Linked DNA regions of Mus musculus: all the other regions are linked to region 4. A link is a contact called in public Hi-C and HiChIP or PLAC-seq data. All regions are on one chromosome and are shown on one strand. The core of a region is the stretch at or near the end of the contact, and the rest is flanking DNA. Distances in the headings are between cores, read along the strand shown. Region 1 has its middle 8.1 kb from the start of Gm40746. Region 2 overlaps Gm33782 (a long non-coding RNA gene). Region 3 overlaps 4930459C07Rik (RIKEN cDNA 4930459C07 gene). Region 4 overlaps Gm46240.

Region 1 (4,205 bases), core at 138-2,637, 720 kb before region 4:
TGACCCACCATGGGAATTTAGTAAGCCAGGTGGAGAGATTTCAGAGCTTCAGATTAGAGAGTCTGCTGAGATGAGAACAGGCCAGTCTTCCCACTAGTGCCCTGCCAGCATAGCGTGGATTGCTTTTTTAATATTTCACACAACACACATTTTCAGAGGGTGGAAGGGAAAACACACAGAGCTATGTTTACAGTGAGCTCACAAAAAATGTCATGGGAAATAGGAAAATTTTAAAACAAGAAAATGTAACACTTTGAATGTATTTTCTGTTGGGACTGACTGAACAGGTCAGACAGTTCACACCATGGGGTGCTGGGTTTTTGTAATAACTCAGGCAATCTGGGAAGGTATTGTGACTCTTTAATAAATGCCCAGAGTGGAGGTCTCTACCGGGCCAGGGCCTTGTAGATCTGTACACACCAAGGTGCACATACCCTTGGAAATGGGGACAAAGAGCCACTACTGTGCTCTGCAAATAGGCCTTATAGGTCAGTCAACAACAAGCAATCCTGTAATTGCTCTGGCCATATATCAGGTGGCAGGGTAAAGGAAAAACGTGTGAAGCAAACACTGAGATGCTCAGTGTTGTCAGGAGGCCCGCACCGTTCTTCTACATTCAGCTACCACAAAAGCCTGGACTTAGCTCCCACTGCCTCTCTCTTCCGTTTCCTTTGTGGCCATTTTGATAAGGGGTGTGTGTGTGTGTGTGTGTGTGTGTGTGTGTGTGTGTGTGTGTGTTTTCTTGTGTAGGCACCAGAGCATGTGTAAGGGGTCCATCTTCGTTTTTCACAGCTGGAGGTTGGGTCTCTGTCTGCCAATATATGTTGCTAGGGTATCTGGTATGCAAGCTTTTGGGAGGGCAGGATTTTCCTTGCTCTGACTCTCATCTTGCTGTGGGGATATTGGGATTATAGACCGTGGTGGTCAGATTTACCTGCATTCTAAGGGTTTGGATTTGAGTGCCTTACCCATTGATCCACCTTGCCAGCCCCACTGGTATTTTTAATGCTCCTTCCCAACTCAGCAATACAAGGTACAACATGTTTCCTAACTCCCTTCACCACAATAGGTAATCAGTTCATCTGGGAAAGACTGCTGTAATTGAGTTTTCTATTCCCCTCGCCCCCAACTTCTCTACTTTGTCACCCTTCTGTTTGGCTTAGCTGCTCTCTGCCTGGGTACTGCATCCAATCCTGTCTTCTTCTTCTCCATCCCCAATGAGACTCTTCCCTCTGTGTAGACGATGCTCAGTTCCCTTCCTGTGTAAAGTACTTGCTTTTTCTTGAAATCTTGGCTTTGTTTCTCAGAACACCATCTCAAAGTGTCCAGCCCCCTTTACTGTTAGTTTTGTTTGGAGTGCACGTCCTATCCCTGTCCAGTCCCCACCATGACTCATTGATTTCCTGCCATTCTTTCAACATCACATACGGACGGCGGCTGGAGGACAGAGAGATGTTTACTTTGGAGAAGCTAAAGCTCACTTTTGCCAGCAATTGGAGTCAAAATCCTGGAAGGGCCCACACAGGGAAAAAAAAAATCAATTGTCTTTAAGCCCAAAGTGGAGAATTATGACAGATAAGTCAAAGCTGCAATAGAGAATAGAGCAACGTTTGGACGTGTTTTATTACCTCCAGACGTACGCAGAGATGTAGTAGGAGGCTCTTCTTTCCGAGACAGTCAGACTTAGACTGGGTGTTGAACGTGGCTGTATGCAGGTGGCTATAGTTTGCTATAGGTTGCTGCACACTACAACGAAGTGTTTGCTATAGGTTGCTGCAGACTACAACAAAGTATTTGTTATTAGTCTCTTAGACCAATGGGTGCTTCTAGATCCTGAAATTTTGTTGTCATTGAGTCATTTTCAAGTTTACTCTGATTAGACAATGCTTGTGACATACATCACTGCTGCGCTTATACTCTGTTTATTTTACTTTATGTATATACAGATATAATCATGGTTGTTCTGAGAAAATTTTGAGCAAAATAAAATATGCAAGTGACTCAGCCTTATTCTCTCTTCCTCTTTCTTTGAGTCTTGCAAAAATTGTCCAGTGAATTTTGGCTTACAATTAGGATAGAATTTCCAACAATTTCTAAATGCTCCTAAGCACACTTCTGACAGTTTGTACTACCTATTTATGCCAAATGGCACTCTTAACATTGATGGCTATATAAATATAAATTTATTTCTCAGAACACCGTCTCTAAGTGTCCAGTCCCCTTTACTGTTAGCTTTGTTTGGAGCAAATGTTCAATCCCTGTCCAGTCCCCAATCAAAATATTGATCTACTTTGAAAAACTGAAAGTGCTCTATGTTCTGAATGTAAAATAGTCAGAAGATTTAATTTTTTATGCAAAAGAAACAAGCACATCTCTCATTGGTATGCAAATAGACTTTTGTCTTTAGTAAATGATAGATTGTACGCATACAAAGTTTTTAAAAATTAATCTCAATATGATTTATTAGTAGTGTTTCATTTGTATACTTATTTTATATGCTTCTCCATCTGATGTTCCATCAAAATCTCTCTGGTAAAAAGGAGTCACAAGCGGAGAATCCCTGCCTTAGGGGCTGAAGTGATGTCTTAGCAGTTAGGAGCACTTGGTGCAGAGGACCCAGGTTTGATTCCCAGCACCCATATCAGTCAACTCACAGTCTTCAAGTCAGTAATCATTAAAGAGCAAGGTCACGTACCATCACTTTGTGTATTCTCTCTTAGCTGAGGCCACCAGGTCTCGGGGGGCCAGTACTAGCATTCAATACATAGAAAAAGATAAAACCTCAGTAGATGGCAATTAAAGTTTGCGCCCAAAGCTCTGACAGGTCTTTGCTGACCTGTGTACTGTCAGAATTGGGCCTAAAACATGCCACCGCTGTTTTCAAACAAGACACATTTATTTAATATCCCAAGTCTTTGAATTTGTTTCCAACTTAGCATCTGGTCTAAGATGGCTTCAATTCATCTATACTTTTAAATTTTTGCTTTTATTTTTTAAACAAAAGAACTTGATGGAGACAATGGAGGAAGGACACTAAACCTAATATATTTATACAATACATATATATTTTACAGAAGGGAACTTACTCCATCACTACTGAACTTCACAAAGCTCCACAAAGGATAACACAAGAAGCCCCGTTTGTTATTACCAATAGAGGGGAGATGAAATGTCTTGACTACGACTCATTTACATTCAAAAGAACCTCGTTAGCTGGGCAGCAGGACCAAGAAGACTGGGAATCAATTTCAAAGGGCAGAAGAGTTTGTCCACAAACCAGTCCCTGTAGTTAAGGAGTGCTGGGATTGCCCTAGGGCTCCAGGGTAGCCTTGATTTAAGAATGCGTTCTTCTCCTTCCTTTAAAAGAAAAGTTGAGACCAACTCTTTGTGTCCCAGCAGGAGAAAAGAATAAAACTTGACCTTCTTTTGTTCCAACAATAGTCTGAAAAACTGCCTGATAGCACTGGGCCAAAAGTGTTATCCATCAGTTGTCAATTCAGCTTCCTGGACACAGCGCTGCAGTCGCCCTGTGTTACTATGTTGCTGTGTGGCATCTTTTCTGCTCTGGTTTTGGAATTTAAAGAGGGAAACAAAATGACCATGAAAAAAATGTAAGTTGGATGCTATTCATCTCCTTATTTATAAATAAATGGAAACTGACAGGCACCCCTTCAGAACGTGTTTACTTTGTGGACAACTGTTGATGACACGGCTTGAAAAGACACAGTCTGGTGCCACCAGGACCAGCTGCTCCTCCAGTAGCTACATTGTGTAGCCTCGCTTGAGTTTTGGCTTGGCACATGCATTTTCAGCCTGCCTTCCGTAAGACTCCGGGATCCTTTCTCTCTAGCACTGTCTGCCAGAGAACAATAGATGGGCTTTGTCACAGCCCTGAAAACTTGGGCTTTGGGGAGCTCTTGATCGCTGGTGCTGTGGCTAGTAACATAATGGGCTTCTCTCAGTGCCAGCGGTTGCATCTGCTGTTGGCCCAGTAACTTTGCTTGATGGAAGTGACACTCAATATTTTGTTCTTCATACTGCTTGGGCTGACATTTGCTAAAGCGGACAAATGTTTTTGTTTTCAGTGGAGAAGGAGAAGGAACTCTGTTCATTGCTTAGCTGGGGGTGGGGGTGGGGGTGGGGGGGAACAGTTTCCGTTGTTGGAGGTGTAATAGATTCAGACTGGCTTGACTCACAGGGTCCGA
Region 2 (4,298 bases), core at 1,371-3,870, 570 kb before region 4:
AGTAGGCTTGTTTTCTTTGTTGTTGTTGTTTTGTTTTGTTTTGTTTTTTTGCTTTCCCTCTGTCCTCCTGGTCTGATTTATCCCTGTAGAACTAACTGTGATTGAATTGAAAGTGTACCTTCAAAGAAAAGTCCGTATTGAAACCCATAGAAACCCAAGACCCATCCAGGAGTGGCAGCAGTCACATAAACCAAAGCAACACCAAAGGTGCTTGATGTTTGGAAAGGTGGGGCTGGGGCTGGGGCTGGGGCTGGGGCTAAGTACCTCCCTGCTTGGCTTCTTCAGTGCTCAAGCCCCTTCCCGTGAATAAATTCTATTTTATCTGTAACAATTCTGACCCCCGTGTTTTCCCTTGCCGATGAGGACAGCATGGTACAAGTAACAAAATACTCTGAACAATGAAAAACCAGTATTTGGCTCAACACCATCAGCACGTACCGATGACAAGCCTGTGTAGAGCCAAGCTCCTTCTCCGCCATCAGCTGAGAATTTTACTTGAGTGAGAAAACACACTCTGTGGCTCAGGCAAGCATGAGGAAAAGAATCACTCACGGGAACAGTTTCCTCTCTTCAATGTCTGAAACCAAAGGAGTGCCGGCAAAAAATTTTAGTAAAAAGGAGATAGTTCTTATGAAGGTAAGCTGTGATGGAAGTCAAATCTGCCCCCTAAATACTTAGTTCTTTAGATGTGTATAAGATGGACCATATCACTTCCTGGGTACCAATTCCTCTAGGACTGCTGTTCACTAGAGACATGAAGTCCACATGCTCCAGCTCTCTAAACCTGACCCAGCATCTCAGGATGTTCTATAAACTCACCCCAGGCCTTCCTGCTTAGGATATGTTTCCCACACCCTCACTGAGAAAGCCATCTGTTAAGATTCGGCTCATAGATCATCTTTCCTTGGATCCCTGAATACTGTACTGGCTGGTGTTATGTGTCACCCTGACACAAGTTAGAGTCATCAGAGATGTAAGTGCCTCGGTTGATGAAATGCCTCCATGAGAACCAGCTATAAGGCATTTTTTTTTTCAATTAGTGATCAATGAGGGAGGGCCTAGCGCATTGTGGGTGTGTCATCCATGGGTTGGTGGTCTTGGATTCTATAAGAAAGCAGGCTGAGCACCAGGCGTGGTGGCACAGGCCTTTAATCCCAACACTTGGAAGGCAGAGGCAGGCAGATTTCTAAGTTCGAGGTCAGCCTGGTCTACAAAGTGAGTTCCAGGACAGCCAGGGCTACGGAGAAACCCTGTCTCCGTAAAAAAAAAAAAAAAAGAAAGAAAGAAAAGAAAAGAAAGAAAGCCAGGGAAAGAAAGCCAGTGAGCAGTACCTTTTCATTGCTTCTGTATCAGCTCCTGCCTCCAGGTTCCAGACATTGCTTGAGTTCTTATCTTGGCTTCCTCCAGTGATGGACAATGATCTAGAATTATAAGCTGAATATCACCCCCCCCCCCCCGCAAACCCAACTGCTTTTTGGTCTTGGTGTTTCATTGCAGCAATAGAAACCCCAAGACAGATACTTTATTAATCAGGATAGGAACCTCTTTAGGACCACAGAGAGTCCCTCTATCCATGGGATCATTAAACCCGGCTCAGAGATTTTTATTCCCTTTGTCTTAGTTGGAGTAGGTGTCTATGCTTAGAGTGCCTGATTGGCTCTACTGTGCAGCTAATGCTGAGAGCCACTGCTTACTGTAAACCTGACAGCATGGAGTTCCAAAAGCATTATGTTCCTCTTTCCTGAGATTGAGTTTCCTCGGAACTGGAATTACTTTGTGTAGATTTAAAATAACCAAGCACTAGAAGGCATTCAGTAAGGAGCTTATGAATAATGAATGAGTGACTGAATGAATAACACCTATACATCCTCACTCCCCACTCACCGATGTTTAAAAGCTCCGTTGTAGTCACAGAGTCATTCGGGGCTAGAAATTATGGAAAAATATCAGAATCCGTGCGGCTCTCTGGTGTTTGGAGAGAAGAATGAGTCAAAAAGAAACGTCTATGAAACCGAATAAATTATGGCCTTTAAGAAAAACTTGAGAAATTTTGAATTAATTAAGAGAATGTGCTGGGGGCAGGGGGTTGGGAGGAAATAGACGCATGAAATTTACCCCAGCAGGAACTTTGAAAAAAAGGCTAATCCTAACATATTCTGCAGCTGGAGGTGAGGGAGAAGGGAAAGGCTTTAAATGTGGGACATTGGCTCAAAGGGGATATGAAAGGTACCAGAGTCTGGAAGACACCTAGAATCCCCTTAAGACCTGTAGTCAGAGCCTGAAGGTCAGCTAGCCTGGAGGAGAACGGGCTGTGTGGGAGTCCAGCATGGGCATCTTGACACACAGCTGTGCTCTATCGGCTTTGGTGATTGTGATACGTGCTGAGTGATTCATGAATGTTTCCTACTTAGTAGCCTGGTGAAGTGGACTTCCTTCTCCCAAGTTTCACCCTCCAAGAGAGTTGAATGTGTGCTTTGAATCACCTGTGTTCGATGCTTGTGGATTGTAGTTCACTCAAACAAAGATTCCCATATTGTTCCTCTGCTATGACTGGTCAGCTTGTGGTGGTTGTGCCAGGAGCCTTGATGCCAAACACATCTAATCGGCTGACCTTTCCCCAGCCATGTACATAGTTCCTGTTTGTGGTGACTACAGTCATCTTTGCTGTGTGTATGACATACCAGGAATGAGTGGGCAATTGAGAAATTTCTTGAGTTCCTTGAACTTAGGGCTGTTTGTTTTAAGTTCAAATATTGACTCTTGTTTCCCAAAGGAACACTTCTAGTGTCGAGGAGGGTGTCGAGGAGGGTTCAACACCTTTTGTTTGTCTTCCTTACACATGATTGGGACAAATGGTAGAACCTTCTTAGACTGTTTCTATGGTCTGGTCTCCTGTGCACACACCTATGCAAAAAGCATACCATAAGGAATTTTATTTTCCTGTGTTTTTAGCCCTTTATCAAGAAGCCAGAACTTCAAAAGCAGCTCATGAACAGCCTATGCCAGGTGGAAACTTAACTATCTGACCTTCTGTAAATGTTATATCATTTCTGGCTTTCTGATGGGTTAAAAAAAAAAGTACAACCCTTCTCTCTCAGTCTGTGTCTTCTGATAGCAAGTCCAGACTAGCAGTTTCTGACTCACACAAGAGATGGTGACTGTGATGTTTATAACTGACCTTATTCAAGAATTCAGTTACGCAACCCTCACCTCATTTTCAAAAGAGAGACATGTGTCATGAGAAGGGCTCCAGAGGAGGTGAGAGGAGTCAGCTTGGCCTGACCTCAGCACACTTGATTATCCAAATTGGTCCTCTTTTGCCCTCCGTGAAAGTGAGCTAGATGCATGCCACATCTGCAATCAGACCTTGCCTTAAGTATTTCTGTGTAGTCCTAACCAGTTTATAAGCAAGTAAGATGGCTTGCCTGAATTTGTCAGAGATGCCCTGGTCATAGTGTCTCTACCCAGAAACAGAACACTAGCACAAAACACTATATAATGGTTGTGTCTCTCTGCACAGCAAGAAACCCATTCAAGAATTACCCTGAAGCCCAAGTGACATTACGGTCAAGGCAAATCCTCTTCTGGTCATGGACACCTGCATTGTGTAGTCTCCACCTGGTTCTAATCAACAACTTAGAAGGGACAATACTCTGTACATGGCATGGTATTGGTGCCCTCTACATTGTTAATATATCACTAGGACAAAATATGTATGATAAACAGGTTAAAACAGATTTATTTTGGACTCACAGTACAGGAGGATTCAGTCCAAAGTTACTCGGCTCCACTGTTCATGGGCCATGGTAAGAAAGAACACATGGCAAGAAGCGTGTATAGAAGTGAAGCTGTTCTCTTCATGGTTGACAGGAAGCAGAGAGATGAGAGGGGTTAGAGACAAGATGCCAAATCCCACAGACCCACCTCCTCCAGGTACACCCCACATCTTGAGTCTCCACCTCAAAGTGGTGTGTTTAGGTTATAACTCCATCAATCATCAAGCCATCAATGGAGTCAGAGTTCTTTTGATTCAATCACTTATAGAAGAGCACATCAAAGACAAATGGAGCCTTTATAGGAACATTCCAGAAAGATCTGTGTATATGTATATGTATGTGTATGTGTATTGTATGTGTGTGTATATATATATATATATATATATATATATATATATATATATGCATGTATTTTTCAGGTTTCACAGGAGAACTGGTCTTTCTGTCTTCTCTCTCTTTTACAGCTATAAGATTACTCTAATGACTGGCTTCCATCACCCAAATGTATCTGGTGCAATTTTC
Region 3 (4,142 bases), core at 138-2,637, 670 kb before region 4:
CCGCCGTGTTTCTCAACCTTGCCATGAGGATAGCACTCTGTGATCTGTGACAATGAGTAGTGAAGTCATTCTTAGGGGCTTCTGGGACAGCTTTCTTTGTGCTCATCCACTGAGTTGATGGTTGGTGACTTGAGGACATGATGCATGAATCACAACCTCTGCCCTGATGTCTAAGGTACTACCGTCTGACTTCCAAGACAACTGTGATGAGTCAGATCTCGCCTCTTAGTAGTTAGTTACTTGTGCTGTTTGGAGGGTCTCAGATAAGCCCTTGGGAAGTTTGTCAGCTGGTCTGGTTGACTAGCAGGATTTTGTTTCCCATAATCGGGTGGCCATTTAATAACCTTCTTTGCCTTTGGGTTCCCAAGTTAATAGAGCTCTGAAAAATATAATCCCTTCTAATTAAGTTTTACCACATGGTTTAATGCTATAAAGACTTTTACCAGGGGGCTTAGGTCATACTACAAATGCCCCTCTTCCCACTCATGTGGGGGGACGTCTCTGCTTGCTTTGAAACTGAAGTGTTCCCAGATAGTATAACCTTCCTTCAGTTCTTACACGTAGGCTTCCTTATGGGCTTTGATTCTAAAAGAGTAGTTAGACAGTGCTCCTCAGACTGGACTGGGGCTGAGGGTTCTGAAGGCATCCTGCCCCCCCATGAATGCTAAGCAGTCCCGGTGACCACAATGTGGTTGACATTGTCCCAGTGAATGACAGGGCTTGAGAGATGGGGAAACCACACAGCCGTAAGAACTGGCAAGCTTCCACACTTACTGTGTGCCAGAAGAGGAGCCCAGTGGTTTACATGTGCTCTATTATCTGATTTTTCATCATAGTCCAAGAAATGCTTCTATATTCCCACTTTGCAGATGCGACTGTTGAGGCTCTGAAAGGCCAAATTATTTGCCTAAAGCCGTATACACAGTGACAGACTTATGTCACTTGTGTAATTTGGATCCATGGGCTGTTGAATTCTGGAACCTATACTTTAACTGTTATACTGGCTTAGTTCTGTGCAGATACTGCCAGCATCAAGAACAAACTGTATCTAGATATAAATAACACATAAATATGAGCAGGCCTGGTTCATGGACATATTCCTTTAGAGCTCTAAGGAACAAGTTAGCTTTGTGACTTTGACAGAAAACAGAAGGTAGGTTGTGAAGTTTCTTGGGTAATTCTAGGTACTTGGACACCTGTTCAGCTATTCTGGGATTCTGTGGTGGGGGTAAGGGGATACAGGGAGGGTGAGGTCATTATTGCAAAAACCATTTCCTGAAAGCTTGACTTCAGGAAATGCAGGAGCATTAAAAATACCCATTGTGTGGGAGCCGTGGCCAGATCATGACTCACATTTAACAATTGTGTCCATAGGTCACAAAGGATTTGAGGAACATAGGAGATATTCATACTAAACTCTGTCTGTGGGTGGTTCATTATGAAGCGTTCAGTAGGTTGCGAATCATGTTACCATTTCAAGAGTGACATTTACAAGTTTTCCTGGAAACTGTGAGGCCAGACTTCTTCATTCATACATTGATTTGCAATTAGTTGTCCACCTACTAAGTACAAGGAACTGCATTAGTTCCCTTAGGATATTAGAAAAAGAACTAAGTTGCGTTCTTGACCTTTGCGGTGTGTAGGAAGCACCTGCAGGAAAATGGCCTTCTTTGTAAATTTGCCCACATCTTTGCTTTCACAAAAGGAAGGCCAACTCTTAAAGGAAGATGCTTCAGTTCATTTCCACCACAAAGAAAGGGCTCTAAGTAAATCTGCCAACTCTCAGAACTTATTCCCAGCAATCCCTGGGAGAGGCTTGGCTTGGGCTTGGTAGGTACTTTTTCTGTCATTGTAAGAATGAGACCAGGTGAAGGGAACAGAAATTATTAATTGAATGATCCTGTGCATTTTTTTTAAAATTGGCACTGAGAATGTTTTTGTTTATTATTTCTAATTTATATTTTATTCAAAGTTATATATTCTAAATAAGATATATACATATGCATTACAAAAGGCAGTAATAATCTTCTCCTAGGAAGCTACCCCAAACCCAAGGTTCAGAATAGCATCAATACTTTGCATTTCCCTATGCCTTCTTTCTCTGTCCTAGCATCCCATCTCTCCCCTTTGGAGGAAGCCATTGTCTTGAAACTATGCTTACAAGATAGAGAATGGAGGTCTCAACTCCTCCAGTCTGTTCACGATGAGGCAAAGCTGAAGGAGAAGTAGCTCAGTACTCAGGGTTCATTTCACCATGGCAGAAAGACTCATATTGGTGGCTGTGTTTATTTCCATACAGGCTCCTACTGGTTACATGGAGACATAGTGTCTGGCAAAGGAGTGGATCATCTGAAGACCTTGGTATTAGAAGTGAGTCCAGGACCAATCCTAATGAATGACTCTGTAGGAACCAGGCAGATATGAAGGCTAGGGTGATGGCTCAGTCAGGAAGAGCTCTTTCTGTGAAAGTATGAAAACTGGACTTAAACCCTAGAATCCATATAAAATAGTAGATGCAGTCACATGTGCACCTATAATCCCAAGTGTCTGGGAGGACAGAAAACAAGAGGGTCACTGGGGCTTGCTGGCCACCAGCCTGGTAAATAAGGCAGAGGACAACAAAACAGGGTGCTTGATGCCTTCCTCTGGCCTCCATTGAGATACACCTCCCTGGGAATGAGAATGCTTGTGCTCACTCACCACACACACACACACACACACACAGAATCACAGGATATTTTATAAAAAGTAATAAGAAACTATTTAGTATATATTATTTAATATTCTAATTTTTTATTGTTTTGAAAAATTCAACTAAATACCACAAGTTAATAACTGGTGATCAAAATAAACTTCAGAAGGCTGAAATATTAGCTCACTAGAAACACGGAGGAAAACATGTTATTATCAACTCTTCGGAGAGGCCATGATCTTTTTTTTTTTTAAACTTTGAAATGACAGAGGAAACCACAAGGAGAAATGATTGACACTTGCAGTTACGTAAGAAAATGGTAAATATACAACCAGCAATATAACTTAGGCCAGCAGATGGAAGCGACTTTTATCTAACATGACACCCAAGCTCTCATCTGTGGGGGAACCTCCCAGGAAGCTGAGTACAGTGGCAAACTCTTTCCAATGTGTTGGATGCAGAAGGAATAGAGAAAGATGGGCTCCAGGTGGGAACAAGACATCTGTTCACACTATGCATGAGGAGAAGGTTGTGGGCCTGATACCCAGCTATGTCTCCTGACTCTTTGGGAACTGGGGAATTGGAATGGTTCTAGGACAAAGGAGATTGTTGCGATCTAGATCTTTGTCTATTGAGGTGGGGTCACTAGAATGTAGGAGCTACAAAAGCACTCAGATATAGCATTTGGGAAGAATTAGGAAACATTTCTCAAGACTCTGACAAGGAAATGAGCTGTTTCTGCTGGGTAGGGAGAGACAGTGCCTCCCAGAGATTTTATGGCAGATAAGGACATACTGCAAGGAAGTAGTATTAGTAGTAGACAGACTGTCTTTTTGCTTTAAGAATCCACAGGGTAGTGGGTTCATAGGACAGTGAAACAGGACTCAAAAAGCCACACAGGAACTCAAAGGGAATAGAAGCCAAGGCCTTTCATGGATCTCCCATTGCATGCTTATTTAATATGTGGGGAAAATGATGTAAATCAATTCAATCAGCTGCAATGACAAGCAGCAAGGAAAAATAGAATAGTAATTTCCTAGCAGTAGCCAACAACATGCAGTTGAAAGACATCCCATTGCTGGAGGATGCATGTCCCTGACAGTGGGCTCTGAGAGTATAAAGCTTTGAGTTAATTTCAGGTGGCACTCTCTTTGCTTCTTGCTTGCATTTCAATATGTGAGCATTGAACCATCTTCCTGATATCATGCCTAGTTCTTGATGCTATAACTTTCTGCTGAGATGGTCTCTTATCTCTTTAGTATCATAAACCAAACAAGCTCTTTCTTCTGTAAATGGGTTTGGTTATGGTATTTTATCCCAGCAACAAAAAGTAACTTATGTATTCATGAGTGGTATCAATGACCCCAGAGAGACCTCTCCTTTCTCCACAATGAAAAAGCAGCCACTTGTGATTTAACGGTCTGAAAATTTCTGAAGAAAGACCCCAGAA
Region 4 (4,201 bases), core at 1,510-4,009:
AATGCACTGTATACTTGTATCACATTTTAATTATGCATTCATCTATATATAATCCAGGCTGTCCCAATTGTTGACTACTGTGAATATTGTAGCAATAAGTATGGATGTGTAAATATCTCTGTGATATGTTGACATAGAGTCCTTTTGGAGATACACTGTGGATATTATGGTAATTATGCTTTTAATTTTGTTGAGGAATCTCTATATATCTTCCATACCAGCTGTAATCTCTTTGTCAGGACTCTGTTAAAATGTTTATACCCGACCCACCCAGGAAAATATCTTTTTTTACTAACTCAAAGGAAAGTCATTTAGATAAATCTGTAAGATTTCAGCTCATTTGGAATATGGTATAAAGTGATCATGTAGGATTCTCATAAGACAGGCCTGTACTCAGCACATATGCACACCACAGAAGGCTACTAGGAACAATTTACAATTCTCCTTACCACATACCGAAACACCAGATTTACAGGTACCTTGTAGATGGAAAACATGCAGACATCACACATTATTTTCATAATGGGTATTTATTTTTAATTAGGTTTAGATACAAAATGAATATACTAATAAAGTAAATACAAGCTGAGTTGCCTCTTATATTTTGTGCTTAGTAATTTGTAATTTTAATTTTTAGAATATAGATGTCTCCCCTGTAACAATCATTATAAAATTGGTTTCTTACTGTTGGATTTTTTTCTTGAATTATATTTTTACTTACTCATTTGTTTTTATTTTACCTCCACACTTCAGTGGTAATGCTCCAGTATCTCCACTGAAAACAAGTTCAATGAATTTATGTTTTGAATCCATGTTCATCTGAAAATATGTGTGCTTTTACAGTTTTAAATACCATGAACGGATGTCGAATTCTAAGTTGAAAGTGAGTTTTCCTTGAAAGTTTGACAATGTCATAGTCTCTCTTTAAGGCTCATGTAAATGATGTCATCAGTAATTAGAGGTAAAGTTGGTAAGGCTGAATGACAAGGAAACCATGGAAGCAAGAGGAAAGTTCATACAAGACAGGTCGCCTAAAGTATGTGCTATGAGAACAGGCGGAAGGGCACCTCTGGTTAGAAAAATTGAATACTGCCGAGAAATCTAACATGCCTCACAACCAGTCCTTATCTTCAGCACCAGGTTGGCCATTCTGACTGGACAATTGAGAGTCATCAGAGTGGAAGAGGGTAAGAATTCGTAAAAGGGTAGGCTTGAAAAACTTTTGAGTCATTTGTCTGAGAATATGCAAGGGAAAAGATGACATATCCCCTTGTTTTAAAAGGTTACTAGAATCACTAGATTTGTTAAATGCTAATTTTAAAAAATCTAGTAAGGAAAAGAGACAACTGAATCATAAATGAGCAAACTAAAACAACTCATTAAGGTATTGTGTGTGCAGTGCAGAGAGAGGGACTAGTGAATAGGAGGAATAGGACATTAATTCTATAGTTTCATTAACAAAAACAACAGGATAGATATGGATGAACAGGCTGCAGCTTCTGTTGGGAGAAAAAGAAAGAGCTTATTGACCAGGTATCTTGTAGAATGTAAAATTTGAATCTTTTTGGAGAGATATGGTTAGATGTCTAAATGGCACTGAGAGACCCACTGAAATTAGTAAGCTTAAGTTTTCAATTATCTCAATTATTCTGGTTATACAACTTCCCCCTAAAATCTTCCCCCTAGAATCTTTCAAGGTTCTGACCTGGTTATCTTCATCCGAATTTCGTGAAAGCTATTCTCTGTACCCCAGATGAGGTTGGATGATTCAGATTTCTTCCTATGAGGCCTGCCATTTGACTTTCTACTATGTCCTTGATTTTTTCTTTGTCTTCAAAGCATGAAAGAGCATCTTGCCATGACATGGACAGCTCTGGATGGTCAGGCTTCTTTGACCCAGCCCATGTCACTTCTCTCTGTTTACATTAGTCCAAATGTCAACAACAACAAGCTACATGTGGGTTAACTACCATCCTGACAGTGCAAGGTACTTTCTTTACAGTTAGCAACCAGTGGCCTTGGTTGGAGAGCCTGAGAAGCAGCACATCTTAATGACATAGACAATGTTTAAACCTACATCATCAATTACAGACACCACACTTATTCTATTATCATTATTATTATTGTTGTTGTTTTGTTGTTGTTGTTGTTGTTACATTTATTTTTTCACTACATTGATTCTTTTTTATAGGTCCTCAGGGCTAGAGAACTGAACTTTAGTGTTTCAGGGCTTCTGTGAAATGCAATTATGAACACAATGCAGTAGTTGTGACTGACCAAGTTTGAACGTACTGGCAGTTCTGTTAGAAGCATGAAAAAGAATTTGCAAGTTTGTTCTGGATACGCCAACATTTACATAGCAGTCTAACAAAGGCTGGGGAAGAAAACCAAACTGAACGGAAACCTAGAGGGTCTGACATCGATGAGTTCCAATGTGTCATGTTGTTTCATAGGTAGAGTTAAACATTCTCAATTTGTGTGTCTGTGTGTTTGTGTGAGTGTGTGTGTAAGAGAGAGAGAGACAGAGAGAGGGGGAGAGATAGGCAGAGAGATACACAGAGAGAGAGAGAGATACAGAGACACAGAGGCACAGGGACAGAATCAGATGGGCCAAATGCAACCCCCAGTCACATCAAATAGCAATTTGGAATCATCTATTATCCTTGGAAATAAAAATGTCCTTGATGATGTTTGCAAGATTCCTTCTGGTGGAGTCAGAGGACAAAAACCAGATCACAGCAGGGTGAGCTTCAGAGTGCTTATTAAGCAAGCAGAGCTAACAAATATGTTGGGAATCTTGCAGAAGCTTGACAGTAAAGAGGTGAATGGAGAGGAGAGACTGTGGGTCACAGAGAAGGACATACTCCTTAAGTCTGGAAAGGTATATCCATCCATATGCACTTAAGTATGCATATACTTGTTAGGAGTGATCTTTGAGACAGAGAAACGGGGAGGTTTATAGGAAGACAAAGAAAGGGGAAGAAGGCAAGAAAAGGAACAGAAAGAGGAACAAATGAGACAAGGTCTCTAAAGGGAAATTCAGTGGATGGAGGAGAAAGAGAGAGAGGAAGAGAGAGAGAGAGAGAGAGAGAGAGACAGAGACAGAGACAGAGAGACAGGCAGAGAGACAGAGACAGACAGAGACAAAGACACAGATACACACACACAGAGACAGATAGACTCATACACACACACACTGAAAAATAACAAAAATAAATTATAAAAGATAATAAATAAATCCTCCAGAAGGATGCAAGTAAGTACAACACACTATAAGAATACAGAGACCAAGAAGGAACTCTTTTGTGCTCTCCCATTTTTGTGTGTATATGTACATGTGCACATGTGTGCATAGAGGTCAGAGGTCAACATTAGGTGTCTTCCTCAATTATGGTCCACCTTACTTAATCATTATTTATTTTTCCATTTGGTTATTTATTTATTTATTTATTTTATTTATTTATTTTTGAGACAGGGTTTCTCTGTATAGCCCTGGCTGTCCTGGAACTCACTTTGTAGACCAGGCTGGCCTCAAATTCAAAAATCTGCCTGCCTCTGCTTCTCAAGTGCTGAGATTAAAGGTGTGTGCCACTACCACCCAACTGGTTATTTAGTTTTGAGGCAGGGTTTCTGTGGTATCTAGTGCTCACTGATTCTATTAGACTAGGTGTACATTAAGCCCCGGGGGATCCTATTTCCACTTCCCCAAGTACTTTAGCAACTGAGTCATCTCACCACTGTTGGACCAGAAAATTCCATTCACCAGGAGTGGTGAAGATATCACAACCAGCACAGCTTGAGTCCTGAAACCATGATTTAGCGTTGGTGAAGGAATGAAGAATGGATAGCCACACCGAGACATATACAGAAAGACTGAGGTCCCTTGGAGTGTATGCATTTGGTCTGAATGGGACTTACTACTGCTATGAACTCAGAACCTCGGTATATTTTGAGTGCAGCAAAGGGGTATGAGTTGGGGCTTAGTCTTGGTAGGAAGTTTCTGTAGGTAAGCTGTTTCAGACTGTAAATATGCTGGAGGAGGAGGGGGCTGTAGTTGCTAGTTTATGTATCTACTGATCTATAAACACTTGAACTTGAACACCCAGGGAAAGTTTTGGTGTGCCTTTAAGCCTAGCCCATATGGGGAATGGTTTGACTAAATCTCTATGGATCCAATGCTTCAAGTCCTTGCCCATGGGCA

The links. Hi-C and Micro-C count contacts between places; a contact is called where the count stands out from the background. HiChIP or PLAC-seq counts read pairs in DNA pulled down with a chosen protein or histone mark.
Region 1: a Hi-C map of bone marrow-derived macrophages shows a contact between it and region 4, with 16 read pairs. The contact joins two enhancer-like sites. A contact is called at or near these places in 1 of 484 Hi-C or Micro-C datasets (bone marrow-derived macrophages) and 2 of 115 datasets of contacts at active chromatin or transcription factors (bone marrow-derived macrophages and pancreatic cancer cells).
Region 2: an H3K27ac HiChIP or PLAC-seq map of microglia shows a contact between it and region 4, with 6 times the contacts expected there. The contact joins two enhancer-like sites. A contact is called at or near these places in 1 of 15 datasets of contacts at CTCF or cohesin (the NIH/3T3 cell line), 1 of 484 Hi-C or Micro-C datasets (bone marrow-derived macrophages) and 3 of 115 datasets of contacts at active chromatin or transcription factors (bone marrow-derived dendritic cells, microglia and neural progenitor cells).
Region 3: a contact with region 4 is called in a Hi-C map of bone marrow-derived macrophages, with 11 read pairs. The contact joins two enhancer-like sites. A contact is called at or near these places in 1 of 39 promoter capture datasets (the C10 cell line), 3 of 484 Hi-C or Micro-C datasets (bone marrow-derived macrophages and liver), 1 of 115 datasets of contacts at active chromatin or transcription factors (liver) and 1 of 9 other capture datasets (embryonic stem cells).

The regions. Positions count from the first base shown.
Region 1 is chr10:96,186,939-96,191,143 of GRCm38.p6, forward strand. No RefSeq gene overlaps it. Among named protein-coding and RNA genes, the nearest start is that of Gm40746, 8.1 kb to the left of the region's middle. Within about 2 kb of position 1,388, at least 84 of the 459 cell types and tissues checked have an H3K27ac peak or open chromatin away from gene starts, as enhancers often do. A contact at or near this core is called in bone marrow-derived macrophages, where this site is marked.
Region 2 is chr10:96,335,606-96,339,903 of GRCm38.p6, forward strand. The region is part of intron 2 of Gm33782 (a long non-coding RNA gene); the gene reads left to right. Among named protein-coding and RNA genes, the nearest start is that of Gm33782, 29 kb to the left of the region's middle. Within about 2 kb of position 2,621, at least 107 of the 459 cell types and tissues checked have an H3K27ac peak or open chromatin away from gene starts, as enhancers often do. A contact at or near this core is called in bone marrow-derived dendritic cells, bone marrow-derived macrophages and microglia, where this site is marked.
Region 3 is chr10:96,237,749-96,241,890 of GRCm38.p6, forward strand. All of the region lies in intron 1 of 4930459C07Rik (RIKEN cDNA 4930459C07 gene), which reads left to right. The region is part of intron 2 of Gm40747 (a long non-coding RNA gene); the gene reads right to left. Among named protein-coding and RNA genes, the nearest start is that of 4930459C07Rik, 14 kb to the left of the region's middle. Within about 2 kb of position 1,388, at least 78 of the 459 cell types and tissues checked have an H3K27ac peak or open chromatin away from gene starts, as enhancers often do. A contact at or near this core is called in bone marrow-derived macrophages, where this site is marked.
Region 4 is chr10:96,907,127-96,911,327 of GRCm38.p6, forward strand. All of the region lies in intron 1 of Gm46240, which reads left to right. Among named protein-coding and RNA genes, the nearest start is that of Gm46240, 7.9 kb to the left of the region's middle. Within about 2 kb of position 2,760, at least 12 of the 459 cell types and tissues checked have an H3K27ac peak or open chromatin away from gene starts, as enhancers often do. A contact at or near this core is called in bone marrow-derived dendritic cells, bone marrow-derived macrophages and microglia, where this site is marked.